3 separate regions of the Gossypium hirsutum genome follow, and all the other regions are linked to region 1. Evidence: chromatin contacts called from public Hi-C data. All regions are on one chromosome and are shown on one strand. Each heading gives the region's core, a stretch centred on a gene start, on an enhancer-like site or on the middle of the called end of the contact. The rest is flanking DNA. Distances are from core to core; before and after follow the strand shown.

The links. A called contact is a pair of places that touch in the nucleus more often than the background predicts.
Region 2: a Hi-C map of leaf shows a contact between it and region 1, with 2.2 times the contacts expected there. The contact joins the promoter of LOC107910019 here to the promoter of LOC107910027 in region 1. A contact is called at or near these places in 2 of 34 Hi-C or Micro-C datasets (callus and leaf).
Region 3: a contact with region 1 is called in a Hi-C map of leaf, with 4 times the contacts expected there. The contact joins the promoter of LOC107910030 here to the promoter of LOC107910027 in region 1. A contact is called at or near these places in 4 of 34 Hi-C or Micro-C datasets (hypocotyl and leaf).

Annotation. Positions count from the first base shown.
Region 1 is chrD02:55,149,272-55,153,658 of Gossypium_hirsutum_v2.1, forward strand. LOC107910027 (probable ribose-5-phosphate isomerase 2) reads right to left here and starts at 3,094. Exons shown (of 1, transcript XM_016837761.2): 1 at 1,619-3,094. The coding sequence starts at 2,821. The coding sequence ends at 2,039. LOC107910026 (protein PIN-LIKES 2) reads left to right here. Exons shown (of 2, transcript XM_016837760.2): 2 at 1-1,509. The coding sequence ends at 1,311.
Region 2 is chrD02:55,330,041-55,334,249 of Gossypium_hirsutum_v2.1, forward strand. It overlaps LOC107910019, which reads left to right and starts at 2,682. Exons shown (of 1, transcript XM_016837752.2): 1 at 2,682-3,941. The coding sequence starts at 2,955. The coding sequence ends at 3,707.
Region 3 is chrD02:54,964,250-54,968,901 of Gossypium_hirsutum_v2.1, forward strand. It overlaps LOC107910030 (multicopper oxidase LPR1), which reads right to left and starts at 3,045. Exons shown (of 3, transcript XM_016837763.2): 1 at 2,453-3,045; 2 at 402-1,859; 3 at 68-328. The coding sequence starts at 2,746. The coding sequence ends at 275.

The DNA of each region.
Region 1 (4,387 bases), core at 1,844-4,343:
AATAGTGAAGATCTGTTAAGTGCCATATTGCCTTTGTTGAAACTTTTGTCTCTTACGGTCATAGGATTATTTCTTGCACATCCCAAAACTCAAATCATTCCAAGAGCCACATTTAAGCTCCTAAGCAAGCTTGTTTTCGCCCTATTCTTGCCCTGCCTAATTTTTACCGAACTCGGTGAAAGTATTACCATTGATAGCATTGCTCGGTGGTGGTTCATTCCGGTCAATGTGTTAATCAGTACTTTTGTTGGTTGCTTGCTGGGGTTGTTGGTGGTCATTATATGTCGTCCGCCACCTGAGTACAAGCGATTTACCATCGTTATGACTGCCTTTGGCAATACGGGAAATCTATGTCTTGCTATTGTTGGATCTGTGTGTCACACTTCGAATTCCCCGTTTGGGCCTCATTGCCACTCGAGGGGTGTGGCCTATGTCTCTTTCGCACAATGGGTTGCTGTTATTCTTGTCTATACCCTGGTTTATCACATGATGGAACCGCCGTTGCAGTTCTATGAAGTTCTTGAAGAAGGGACTGAAATTGAGGAACAAAGGCCGGTCAATGATATCAGCAGGCCTCTTCTTATAGAAGCTGAATGGCCAGGCATTGAAGAAAAAGAGACCGAACATTCTAAGACACCATTCATTGCCAGGATTTTCAACAGCATCTCTAGTCGTTCAACATCCACTTTTCCTGACATTGATATCAATGGTGACACTAGCGGGAGCAGTCCCATGTCCATTCGGTGCTTGGCTGAACCTAGAGTAGTCAGGAAGATTCGAATTGTTGCTGAACAAACTCCTATACAGCATATACTTCAGCCCCCTACAATTGCATCTTTGCTAGCAATCATTGTTGGCACAGTGCCTCAATTAAAATCCTATGTCTTTGGATATGATGCTCCCCTGTCTTTCATAACAGACAGCTTGCAGATTGTAGCAGGTGCAATGGTTCCTTCTGTGATGCTCATTCTTGGGGGTATGCTAGCTGAGGGTCCAAATGATTCTAAGCTTGGACTCAGAACCACCATCGGCATAATTGTGGCAAGGCTGTTGGTGCTTCCTTTGCTAGGAATAGGGATTGTGACACTTGCTAGCAAGTTGGATCTTCTTGTAGCTGATGATGCAATGTACAGATTCGTGCTCTTGTTGCAATACACTACACCAAGTGCCATTTTATTGGGAGCCATCGCCAGTTTGAGGAGTTATGCAGTTAGAGAAGCTTCGGCACTTCTCTTCTGGCAGCATTTGTTTGCCCTGTTTTCATTGTCTGTTTATGTAGTGGTTTACTTTAAATTGCTGCCAGCTATGTAGCTTGATCGCTAGCATGAAAATCTTGTTGGTTAATATGTTAGTAGGAAACTGTCATCCACAGTCAGTGCTGCTTGTCCCCGTTCCATTGAAAATGTAAGTCGTTTGTCTGACTTGATTTTTTTTTGTTTAGTTTGTATGTTTTGGGACAGTAGTATTTGCCAATGAAGTTTGTGAAAACTTTAAAAAGTTTGCCCAACACAACTATGCTCACAGTTTATTTAGTTTAGCTCGAAATAAGTCAAGCTATCAAATGAATTCAATTCAATTCAAATATCAAGTAACCTATAAGCTTGATCGAGCCTCTGAATTCAAAAACCCAATACTGAACTTCCATGGGATTTGCAATTTGATGATTTATTACAGAAAAAAAAAGAAGAGTAATTAAAAGCCATATTGAAGAAGATGATGAAAGACCCCTTTGCTTCAATGTCAATTTGACTACGGGTCAAAAATTCCTAATCAAATGCAATAATAAACCGATTTTATGATTAAAAAGACCATAGACCAGTTGACATTCATCATTCTCATAGTTCAACTACTGCTTTCACAATCCTAACATCCCTAAATCTTCTCTTCCCTTAAATTTGTGTCCAAAACGAAAATAACAAAACTTGAGAAGACAAGACAACTCTTGTCATCAATCAATAGATGCCAAAAAAGGAAGAATCCATTCCCAGCTGCAATAGCAATTCCCTAATTATTAAAATAAAGTTAGTTTGAGTTTGTACTACTTATTCTTGATGGTGATTCCAAGCTCACCTGCAACTATAACAGTAGTGGCCATATCAAGAAACATGCCATGCTCAACCACACCAGCAATCCTCAAAATAGCATCGCTTGCCACCTGCAAATCCCCAATATCTTTCTTCAAATACAAATCCACAATGTAATTCCCATTATCCGTTACGAATGGCTCCCCTTTACAGTCTTTCCTCAGCTTGGCAACGCAACCAGAATCTCGAAACAAGTTTTGGAGTTTATTGGCAGTGAATTTCCAACAAAAAGAAACAACTTCGACGGGCATAGCCAAACCGCTGCCTCCCAAATACTTGACCAACTTGGATTCATCAACGATACATACAAATTTCTTGCAAGCTCCTTCCACCATTTTCTCTCTTAACAGAGACCCACCTCGGCCTTTCACCAGATTAAGATGCGGGTCCACTTCATCAGCACCGTCGATTGCCAAATCAATGGTGGGGTGGCTGTCGAGATCCGAAAGTGGGATACCTAAAGAAATAGCTTGTTCTTGTGTTTTTTTGGAGGTGGGGATTCCTATGATGTTGGTGAGCCTGCCTTGACGAAGCAACTCGCCGATCCGCTCGACAGCGTGTTTGGCCGTGGAACCTGTGCCCAGACCCAGAACCATGCCTGATTCCACGAACTCAACGGCTTTGTAAGCGGCGATTTTTTTCAATTCGTCTTGGGTTAGGATAACCGGCGGAGACATAGGAGGAGACAAAGACAAAGCCTCCATGGAAGAAGCTTTTTCAGACCAAGCAACAGCCATTATTTGGGCGGGGCTAATCGGTAGCAAACAATAAAGAAGAATATATTAAAAAATTTGGCAAGTTAAAAACTAAATCAACCAAAAAAATCAAACGGGTATGAATAGTGAGAGAAAAAGGAAAGAAAAGAGTGGGAATTTTCTTTGCTTTGAAGAAGAAAGGCGGGGAGGCGAGCGAGGTATAAGGGATAAGGGATTGTTAGGGTGTAGTGTGAGTGGGCTGCCCTTCCTTTGCTTCTTATAAAACGGAGAATCCAAGGCCGACACAAAATAATAATACCAGAGAGATTCGGAAAATCGAATATTGGCTTTAGGTCAAACTTCAGCATTAGTCACTTAAATGTTGAAAATTTTTTAATTAAATTATTGGACTGTTAAATTTAAAAATAAAAATAAAAATAAATTCTTCCACCAGTGAGTTTAAAGTAATGATTCGATAATTGGTGTCGTGAATTAGTACTCATTGACGAGTTGAATAATATGCTTTAGATCCAAATTAATTTAATGGTTAGTGTCAAAGATTGAAAGAAAAAAGTTATTTTAATTTTGAATCATAGATTCGTAATATCCAAAATCATTTTATGAAAAAATATTTATAAAAGAGGAATGGAAAGAGAGCTTTTGATTAGTGTATGTAGTACGAACAGAGAAAGTCATATGACATTGATTTTAGTAGTCCAAAGACTTGAAACCTTTTTAAGTTAAATTACCAAAACAAAAATTTACTCATAATTTAATGACTAATAATCTAATTTACCCTATTTTTATTTAACTAGTATTATTATTCAAAAAATAAAATATATTTACATAATAATTAAATTGTACATGTCTCAATTTTGAAGATTTAATACAAGTTGCAAGGAAACGCGTGGGGACTTAAATTACGAATCTCCGCATATAGGATGGATTTGTCGGCAAACTCTCTCAATAAATAGAAAAAAGAGGGGGCAGGCGTGGCGTGGGGCATGCATTTGCAACTTTGAAATCTATGATTTGGTCCACCAATCATTTTCAAGGAACCGTGGGCAACTGTTGACCCTTTTGCATGATTCTTGCCGCGTTCCGTATCTACAGCTATTGATGATGTTCTTCTTAAACCAATCCCATTGCCTAATCATATATAACCTAAAATTTTGAATACAAATATTCATCCAAAACCCTACAATTATTTGATATAATCCAAATAGTAAAATTTACTTTCTCTTTTCATTATCATTATTGAACACTACTTTCTTTTTAAAATGATTTTATTATATATTTTAATCATATGTGTTCTTTTTGATACAATATCTAGAATTACTTATAAATAGGAAGATAATACGTCTCAATATACTCAAACTCACATCCTCTTGTATTAACAACAATGTCCATTCCTATCAAATTAAAACTAAATCAACTACTAAAATTTGATTTTAGTAAAACATTGATTGTTTTCTAGAGTTGCGTAATTGAACTACGCTTTCTTTATTTAAACCCCAACAAAATCACTACCAATAATCCAAACAATGTTATGTCTTATATATGAAAGCTGTAGGAATATTGATTTATGTAGTGGATGACGGAATCAAG
Region 2 (4,209 bases), core at 1,432-3,931, 180 kb after region 1:
AAAAGCAAAATTGTAAATATTGTTATGTATGAATTTTCTTTTACAAATCATTACGTAATTAATATAGGTTCGAAAAAATAAATAACTAACCTTGGTTTCTGAGTGTTGATCTAACAACAACCTAAAATCTTTTAGCTCTTCAGGTAGTCCCACGTAGGTCGGCCCATGGTTTCACCTATATAAGCAATATGTTAGTCAAAACGTATAATAAAAAAATTACTGTACAAACTATGTATTTGTTAATAAATGATGTTTACCTTGTCACCAAATGGGAACATGTATGGGTCAGCCACATTGGGATGTAGAAAACGGTGGTCGCTACTAGGCCCATGACTGCAGCAGGAGCAGTCAACCACTGATCGATGCCGCACTCGGTACCGTGACCCGATACATCTCCCGGTATAATGTTGATAATATGACAGATCGCTAACTTAGTTTTTCACACTCATTGAAGTCTACTAGATGTAGTAGTCAACTTATGTGCACCAAATTTTGAGATTTTTCGGGCATTAAAATGCCCCCGATTAACCACATGATGTATGCTCGGGTGTATTGTTCTATGACCTCCTCCATTCGGTCTTTAGGGAGCTCGTCAAAATTATCATTCAACTAGTTTATCGATATCTGATCACCTTCGAACTTGTCCTGGACCTTCCCCAATAGTGTTGTGTAGAGGTCCTTTTTACCTGAAACGATCACTTATTCCTTGAAGACTAGCCCATCCATTGGCAAACCGAGTTGTAGCGCTACGTCCTCGAGTGTGATTGTACACTCGCCGCATGGAAGATGAAAAGTGTGTGTTTCAGGCCTCCATCTTTCTACCAACGCACTGATTAGTGCCAAATCGAGTTTGCAGCCCTCGAACATGCAAGACGCATGTAAGAATCCAACCACTTACAAGTAGCCATGAATTTCAGGGATCGCAGGCTTTTCCATATTATGAATGAAGCCTTCCAGAACACGATCATCCGTCTATTTACACAATAAAAACAATTTCAAATTTAAAAAAAATTAAATTTAACATTATTGAAATTAACGAAATTTAAATTTCTATCTTGCCATTGTTGCTTAGGCGGCGAAAATATGTTTGTTGTCAAAGTAGATAAGAGAGGCGACCATTTGTGAAAAATCAATTTTGAACAAATACAATACAAGATAATAAAAATATTATTTTTTAAATAAAAATATCGAGCACAATCAAAACGAGAAAGTTGAGAGACTTGAGAGACTTGAGAGGTTTGAGAGAGTTGAGAGAAGGATGTGAATGAAAAAAATGGAATTTATGGGGTATTTATAGGATAAAAAAAACTTACCATTGGAATTTTAAAATTTTTTTACCGTTGGTGCGACAACGTTAAAAAAAAACTATTGTTTTTTTACCGTTGAGGGAAAACATGTCTAGCTAGGCGAGCTTTCCTAACACCTATGCAAAAAGCTTTCCCACTTGTACGCGCTTTTCATTTCTCTCCTAAAATTGACCTATTTTCCTAATTAATTTTAAAACCGACCTAAAGACTTAATTAATTAAAAAAACAACCTTTGACCTAATTCTTTTTTTAATAGCTCAAATTCTTTTTTTCAAATTCCACCTAAATAGGTGACTTTTCGAAATTGCTCATAATTTACTAATAAGTGATTGGATGCAATGGTAAAACATATTGTACTCTCAAGGAGAGAATGAAGGTTCGAACTTTGAAAAGGACAGTTAAGAACCCCGAATATAAACCATAAAATGGACATGAAGAATACAAAAAAAATCTTCTAATTTTATTTGGTTTAATAGACGTGTATTTTTATTTAATTATAAATATATAATTTAAATTTTATTTTATTAAAACTATTTATAAATTTTTACAAATATAACATATTTTTTCTATTATTTATTTTTAATATAATTATTCTTCTTTTATAATTATTTTTTAAATTGTAAAATTCTATTAACTTAATTTTTTATAAATAAATTATTTATCCAAAAAAAGTAATTGAAAATCCTAACATTTTAGATTTCATTTGTATTATTAAAGTTTTTAAAATTTTAAAAATAAATTTATTTATTTGGATGAATATATTAGAGAATTTCAAGATTTATGAGTAATTTTGTGAGAGATTCTTAATTTACTTTTTTAAATTCCACCTAAATAGGGGGCTTTTCAAATTTCTTCATAATTTAATTTAATTTAATTTAATATATATGGTCTCATTATAAGATAAAAAACTTAAATTTAAAAGTTATTTTATTTAATTCTAATATATATTTTTAAAAATTTTATTTTATTAAAATTATTTATAAACTTTTATAAATATAATGATATTCATATTGAATTTTTTATTTTAAATTATATATATAATTATAATAAATAAAAAATTTATCCAATGCTAACATCAATTGATTTAATTTTAAAAATGATTAAAATATTATCATTTAAAAATGCTTAAAAGCAATTGATTTAATTCATAATTCGAAGTACTCAAGTTTAAAATGAAATACAAAAAAGAGTAACTGCTCATCCAAATAGATTAGATCTAAATAAAATAAAAAAGTTAATCTAATAAATTTTCTTTGCTTTTTTTTGGTTTTTTTACTTTGATTTTGAACACCTCATAGTCTTTACTTTTTAATATTTTAACTTACACATAGATAATTAAATAAACTCCAAACCTTTTAATATAAATGTTTCAATCGAAAGCCAAGACTTATCTAATAAATAAAGTGGTCTAACATCATATATACATATATATATATATATATTCAAAACAAAACACACATTGGAGAGATAAAAAAAAAAACCCCACCTTTAACTTTTAAGGTTGTCCCACAAAAATCCCTACTTTGATTACTTACCTATTTTTTGTAACCTTCCTTTACGACTTGAAAGTTGGAAGCAAAGCTTGGCAGGGAAACCACAAAAAAAACAAAACAAAAACAAAAAAGAAAAGAAAAAGAAAAGCAAAGCATGAAGCTCAAAAACAAAGGTAAAGTATATCCATCCCCTTCTTCTTCTTCTTCTTCTAGTGAAGACCATCTTTCCGTTTTAAACCTTCTTCCAGCTGCAATTTTAGTTGTTGCTTCAGTCCTTTCTCTCGAGGACCGACAAGTTTTAGCTTACATGATTACAAGGTCTCTCAAAACCACCACCACCAACCCTTCTTTAATCTCTCCCAAGAAAAGATCTTCCAAGAAACACCCACCACCCTCCGCCGCTAAACCCTCCCATCAGCCGCCTGATTTTGACTGCGATTGTTTCGACTGTTACACCACTTATTGGCTTCGCTGGGACTCTTCTCCTAACCGCGAGCTTATCCATCAAGTTATCGAAGCTTTTGAAGATCACTTATCCAGTGGCGAATCCCACAAACCTTCCAAGAAAAATGCGCGTCTCAAAAGGAGGGCTGCTAACACCAAAACGGTCTCTCGCATTCCCGAGAACCCGGTTTCTGACCTCCCGGGTCACCAAGTCCCCGTCTCGACCGAGGAAGCACCTGTTTTTGCTGATGACGTCATTTCCACGGAGAAGAATGTTGGAGAAGAGTCAGCTGCAGCGGTGGAAATGACGGAGGAATATCCGGTAGCGGGAGATAGTGATGTGGAAGTAGGTACGCGGCCGCCGCCGACAAGTAACCACAAGGGTTTGGCTAGGAAAGTGTTACCGGACATATTAGGATTATTTAATTCTCGTTTATGGGGTCTTTGGAGTCCAAATGTGTAATTTTCTGTTTCAGAATTTTTGGAGACATTAAAACTGAGATTATTATATTAATATTATTTAATATTGGGGTGGCAATATCGATAGGATAGGTCAATGTTCTGCCCCAAAACCTCTTTCTCGTGACCTTTACCCCGCCTCCGTATTTTTCTTTTAACCCATACATTTTGTTTTAATTCAATTTACAAGTTTTGTAAATTTATTTATTTAATAATAAATAGTTATATTTTGTTACTATCTTTTACGAATTAATCAAACTCTTTAAATACTTTTTATCTTGTAATTTAATGATAATTTTTTGGATAATTAGTGACTCAACAGAAGATAAAAGAACAACACTTATCCAGTGAGTGATAGAGATGAAACCATACCAAAATTTTAATCATTTGGTTAGCTAATCGATTTTAAATTCGATTATTTAGAATAATTAGGGTTAAAATCAAAATATTAGAAATTAAAATCAAATAACAACAAATAAAATAAAGGATAGCAATGAATGATATAG
Region 3 (4,652 bases), core at 1,795-4,294, 190 kb before region 1:
AGCGAATCAGTTCAGAAAGAAAGAAAGAAAGAAGGAAAAGAAGTAACCAGCGAACAACTACTCCGCATTGCAAACCACACTTTGGCAACCTTACATTTCTAGATCATAAAGATACATCCATTTTGTTTTTAACCAATTCTACACTTTTAACATTCTGGTTCTATACATATGTCTAACTTCCCCCTGCTTGTACCAGTACTTTCAGAACAAAATTACCACCTTACAATGCCCATTTCCTGTTATACCTTGCTCTTCTTCCTTCCAATATTGCTTCTCACTTCATCACCACAAGTGGCCTCATCATCGCATTATCTTCGTGATCCAAGATCTGCATTTTCCAATGTTTTATATTTAAATATGTATCCACCAAACATAAAAGGAAAGGCAATGTAGTTACTTACATGACAATGATACACGTAACCAGGCATTCCAGTTGGATCAAATGAGTATGAAGTGTTGGAATGTATGTAAGAAAACCTAACTAATATCCTTGTCACATATCCAGGTGTCATCTTATACACATTCTTCCACCCTTTCTCATGAGCTGCCACCCTTAACTTTTTGCCACGTGCGTGTTTGCTTATTTGGCACTTGATGGCGTCGTTCATTTTCGACATGCAGGCCTTAAACTCCTCTGCTTTTACTAGCTCCGTTTGATCCAACACCGTAAACACTGCCAAATGAATGTGAATCGGATGATTATCTTCCGTTAAATTAATTACGTTCCAGATCTCACTCGTCCCTGCCTTCGGCGTCTCCGTTGCCGGCGCCTCGTACGGTTTCCCATTGATGTAGAGATGCGTCGGTTCGTCGGTGTCGCTTGTGTATTCGTACATTGCAATATATCGTGTTTGGGTCGCACTGGATAAATCTGGGGAAGGATATTGGATCAATTTATCGGGAACTCGCCACGTGTCAACCTCTCGCTCTTTCTTGATGGTAAATTTCATGACTCTACCGTTTAATTCGTTGACTGGGTCTCCGGACGGGTAAGGGTAGGGTGCATCGTTAGCCAGAACAGCTTCATCAGTCTTTGACTTTGAAAAGTCAACGACCACGTCAGCAATCTCTGAGGGTGCCAGCAGAGTTTCATTGGTCACCACGGGTTCCACGAGGTAAGTCGAGTCAGATGCCACGTGGATGAACTCCAAGCCATTTGTGAAGAAAAGTCTGAAGAATCTAGCATTGCTAGCGTTGACTATACGTAATCGGTATTTACGGCGTCGTACCGTCATCTTGGGCCATGCCTTACCATTCACTATGATTAAGTCGCCGAAATATTCCGGCTGCCATTGCGGATGTATAGAGGGGTTGTTTCCGGTGGAATTCATGTATATGGATCCATCCTTACGAAAGCTACGATCAAAGACGATCAAAGGCCGATCGAACTCTTCGCCGTGGGGAAGTTCAAGTGGGCCCTCAACCTCAGGGTGTCGAATAACATAGGCTCCTATCAGACCGGCTAATAGGTTGACTCTAGTCAACCCCATGGCATGATCATGGTACCAAAGACTTCCAGGCTGCTGATTATTGTTGTAGCGATATGTTCTCTTAGACCAGTCAGGACCCTTCTCTTTGAATCCAGCAGTGAACCATGAGTTTGCGTTTCCATCATTGGCGGGTTCATGCATGCCGCCATGGAGATGCACTACGGTAGGGATTCCCGTCTTGGTTGCAGGTATGGCAGTGGGAATTGTCGGATCCCATGGCAGTATGTGCTTTGATGGGAGAAAGTTTTTCCATGTCACGTAAGTGTCAATTCCCTGGAGTGCCTCGATGGTCGGACCGGGGACTGTTGCCCCGCGCCTTGAAGCACCATAGGCGAACACTGGCGTTGGAGGCAAGTCCCTGTGGAATTTCTGCAATCTCGAATTTAGACGAAGTAGAACGATTATGATGATGTTGTAAGACCCAAGTTTTGCTAAAAGATGAAACATTTTTCCCTTGAATTTACCAACATAATTTAATTACTCTGTTAATAAAAAGTGTAAAAAATAAACTAATCAATCAAACAATTAAATAAAATAAGACTGCAACTCATAACTTATTATTATCCCTCACTTCGCTGGCTACTTTATATTATTATTATTATTTTGGTAAATATATTAAGATGGGAAAGCACCAAACTTTACAACTGGCCAAGGTGTCGAAGATAGCAAAGAACCAGTCTCAGTTTTTAACTATACTATATTTAGGGGTTATGTAATTACATGAATTTGCAGCAACTTTTGAAGACAAGAAGGTAAGGTGACTGAGGAACACGCTTCTTTTCAGCTACTGGAAGAGGAGACTTAAAACATTTCAACTCTTTTCTCTAGTTTTGCGCTATAATTCTTAAAAGAAAAATAAGAATACAAGTTGCAGGTTGTCAATAGCTGTAGATTTTGAAAAAGAAATTCTCCTAATTGCTTAGCAAGAATATTTGGAATAGAAAAGAAAGGAATATAGTTACCCATTTTTTCTTGAACATGCCAATCATGAGTGACTTGGGTTTGGGGGAAGTATTGAGCATACGAAAACCTTGGATTTTAGGCATATCTGGAAGCTCATCAACGAACATCTCCAGTTTTGATGGATTCAGAAGCCTATCTTCAGCGCCGAGCTCCCCAAGGTGAGCTAAAAGTAGGAGAAAAAGCAGAATCCTCCTCATCGAAACCAGAGAAAACAGAGGGAGAAAGCGTGAGTATTGTGTGTGCGTGAGTGAGAGTGAGAGAGAGAGATAAGCTTTGAAAGGGAATGCCTTCATAGGGGTTAACTTGGTAAAGATATGGCACTTCCTTCTGTTTATATAATTTTCATGTGTGTGTTTTTACTATTATATCATATTCTGATTATAAAAATGATGGTATAATCATTCCATACCAGAATCAAAATCCATATATAATAGAGTAAAACGTAATTGACAAAAAAAACTTTGTTATGAACCGAAAAAAAAGTATACCCAATTACCATAGCCAGACAGATAAAAACAAAGGGAGATAAGTTTCCAACTCCACCTTGGCATCTCCGATAAAAAGAAACTCCTTGATTTTGCTGAAATTTCTATGAAAAAGTTTAATGACATTAAAAGTTTGGAGCTGGAGGTCTGAACAGAAAACCTACAGTTACTTAAGCTTAATTAATGTAGTTATATATTTTTCATCCCCTTCATATTCAACTACATTTTTATTGTTATAACGTTTGGTTTTACTGTTTAAACTCACGCAATATGTTTCATTTTTATTTATTAATTTCAAAAGAAAATTTAGAAAAAAGAAATCTTGAGCGCGTAATATTATTTGCTATCGAATGGAATGAGCATAGAATTGATTTCAAATTAATAGTACATATTCTTTAGTTTCTTCTCAATGTGAGTGGTGTTACGTGTTCGATTTTTGTTTAAACAGCTTTCTCTTTAATTGAGGTGTGAAGTTGAAGACGCTAGATTTCTCTGGTTGACTAATAAATATGTGTACTGAGAAGGACCCTATATCGGTCCAAACTAATTAATCTTTCTATAGATTCCATGTTCCCTTTTGCAGAATTTTAAACCACAACCAAAGCTTTTTGTTTGGTTGATTAACTGTTAACATCACTCCCATAAGTCTCCCACTGCTTGACTTAATTTGCTTGGTTGATGGATTCCATCAGACCATATTTCAATCCCATCAAGATTTCTTTTTTTTTTTTTTGATTAATTCGTCAAAAGGAATAGTGATGACGCCTCAATTACAACATATCAGAAACGTGTTTTACTTTTCCACAATATTAAGTGTGTGAATGGTAAAAGTATATATTATGGAATTCTTTGTATTAAGAGTCGGATTGTATTTTTATCTCTTTATTCAATAAATGGGTAAATTAGTATTTATACGTTAGATCAAAAAGTAAATTAGCTCTTTTGTTAAAAATTCATCCATCTCTGCTGTTAAAATGAGTTTATGTATGTCAATATGAAGTACACGTTAGCTATGCCAGTTTTTAACCATATAAAGAGATGAAATTTTTAGCAGGGATGGTCAATTTGCTTTTTTGATCTAACCTACATTGATTAATTTATCTATTTTTTAATAGAAAAATCAAAATGTAATCTGATTCCTAATATAAAAATCTTTATGCTACTTTTATCGAGTTTCAATAAATTTTAGCATTCTTTTATCTTTATGAAAACCACGTTAACTTTCATAATGAGCAAAATGAATAACCTGCTTGAACCTAATTTTAAAGTGAAGCAATATAAGTTTGGACATGATTATCATAATGAGCATGAAGAATATTTACTTACTTACTGATTTTGTGGATGTCCAAAGTGTAAAGCATTGGGCACAAATTCATCACTTAGTGAACACCACATGCTTGTGCATTTAAACTAAATAATTAGGTCTCGACCACCCACATTGAATTTTTCTTAAATAATTAGGTTTCGACCGCCAACTGTTTCTTTTGGAACTTTTGCCCTTTGCTACATCTTTATTGTCTTTTGGAATAATATAAATGTGAATGAATCAATTAGATTAAGTTTAAATAATCTGTGTCGATATTTATATTGTGAAGCATTATGATGAACTGAAGTATATGAGTTCGAATAAAGGAAAGGAATCAAGTTATCAACAGGCTGTTTTCCCCCTTTAAATAAAGGGTAAATTACAAAAATATCACTAAATTATAGTATT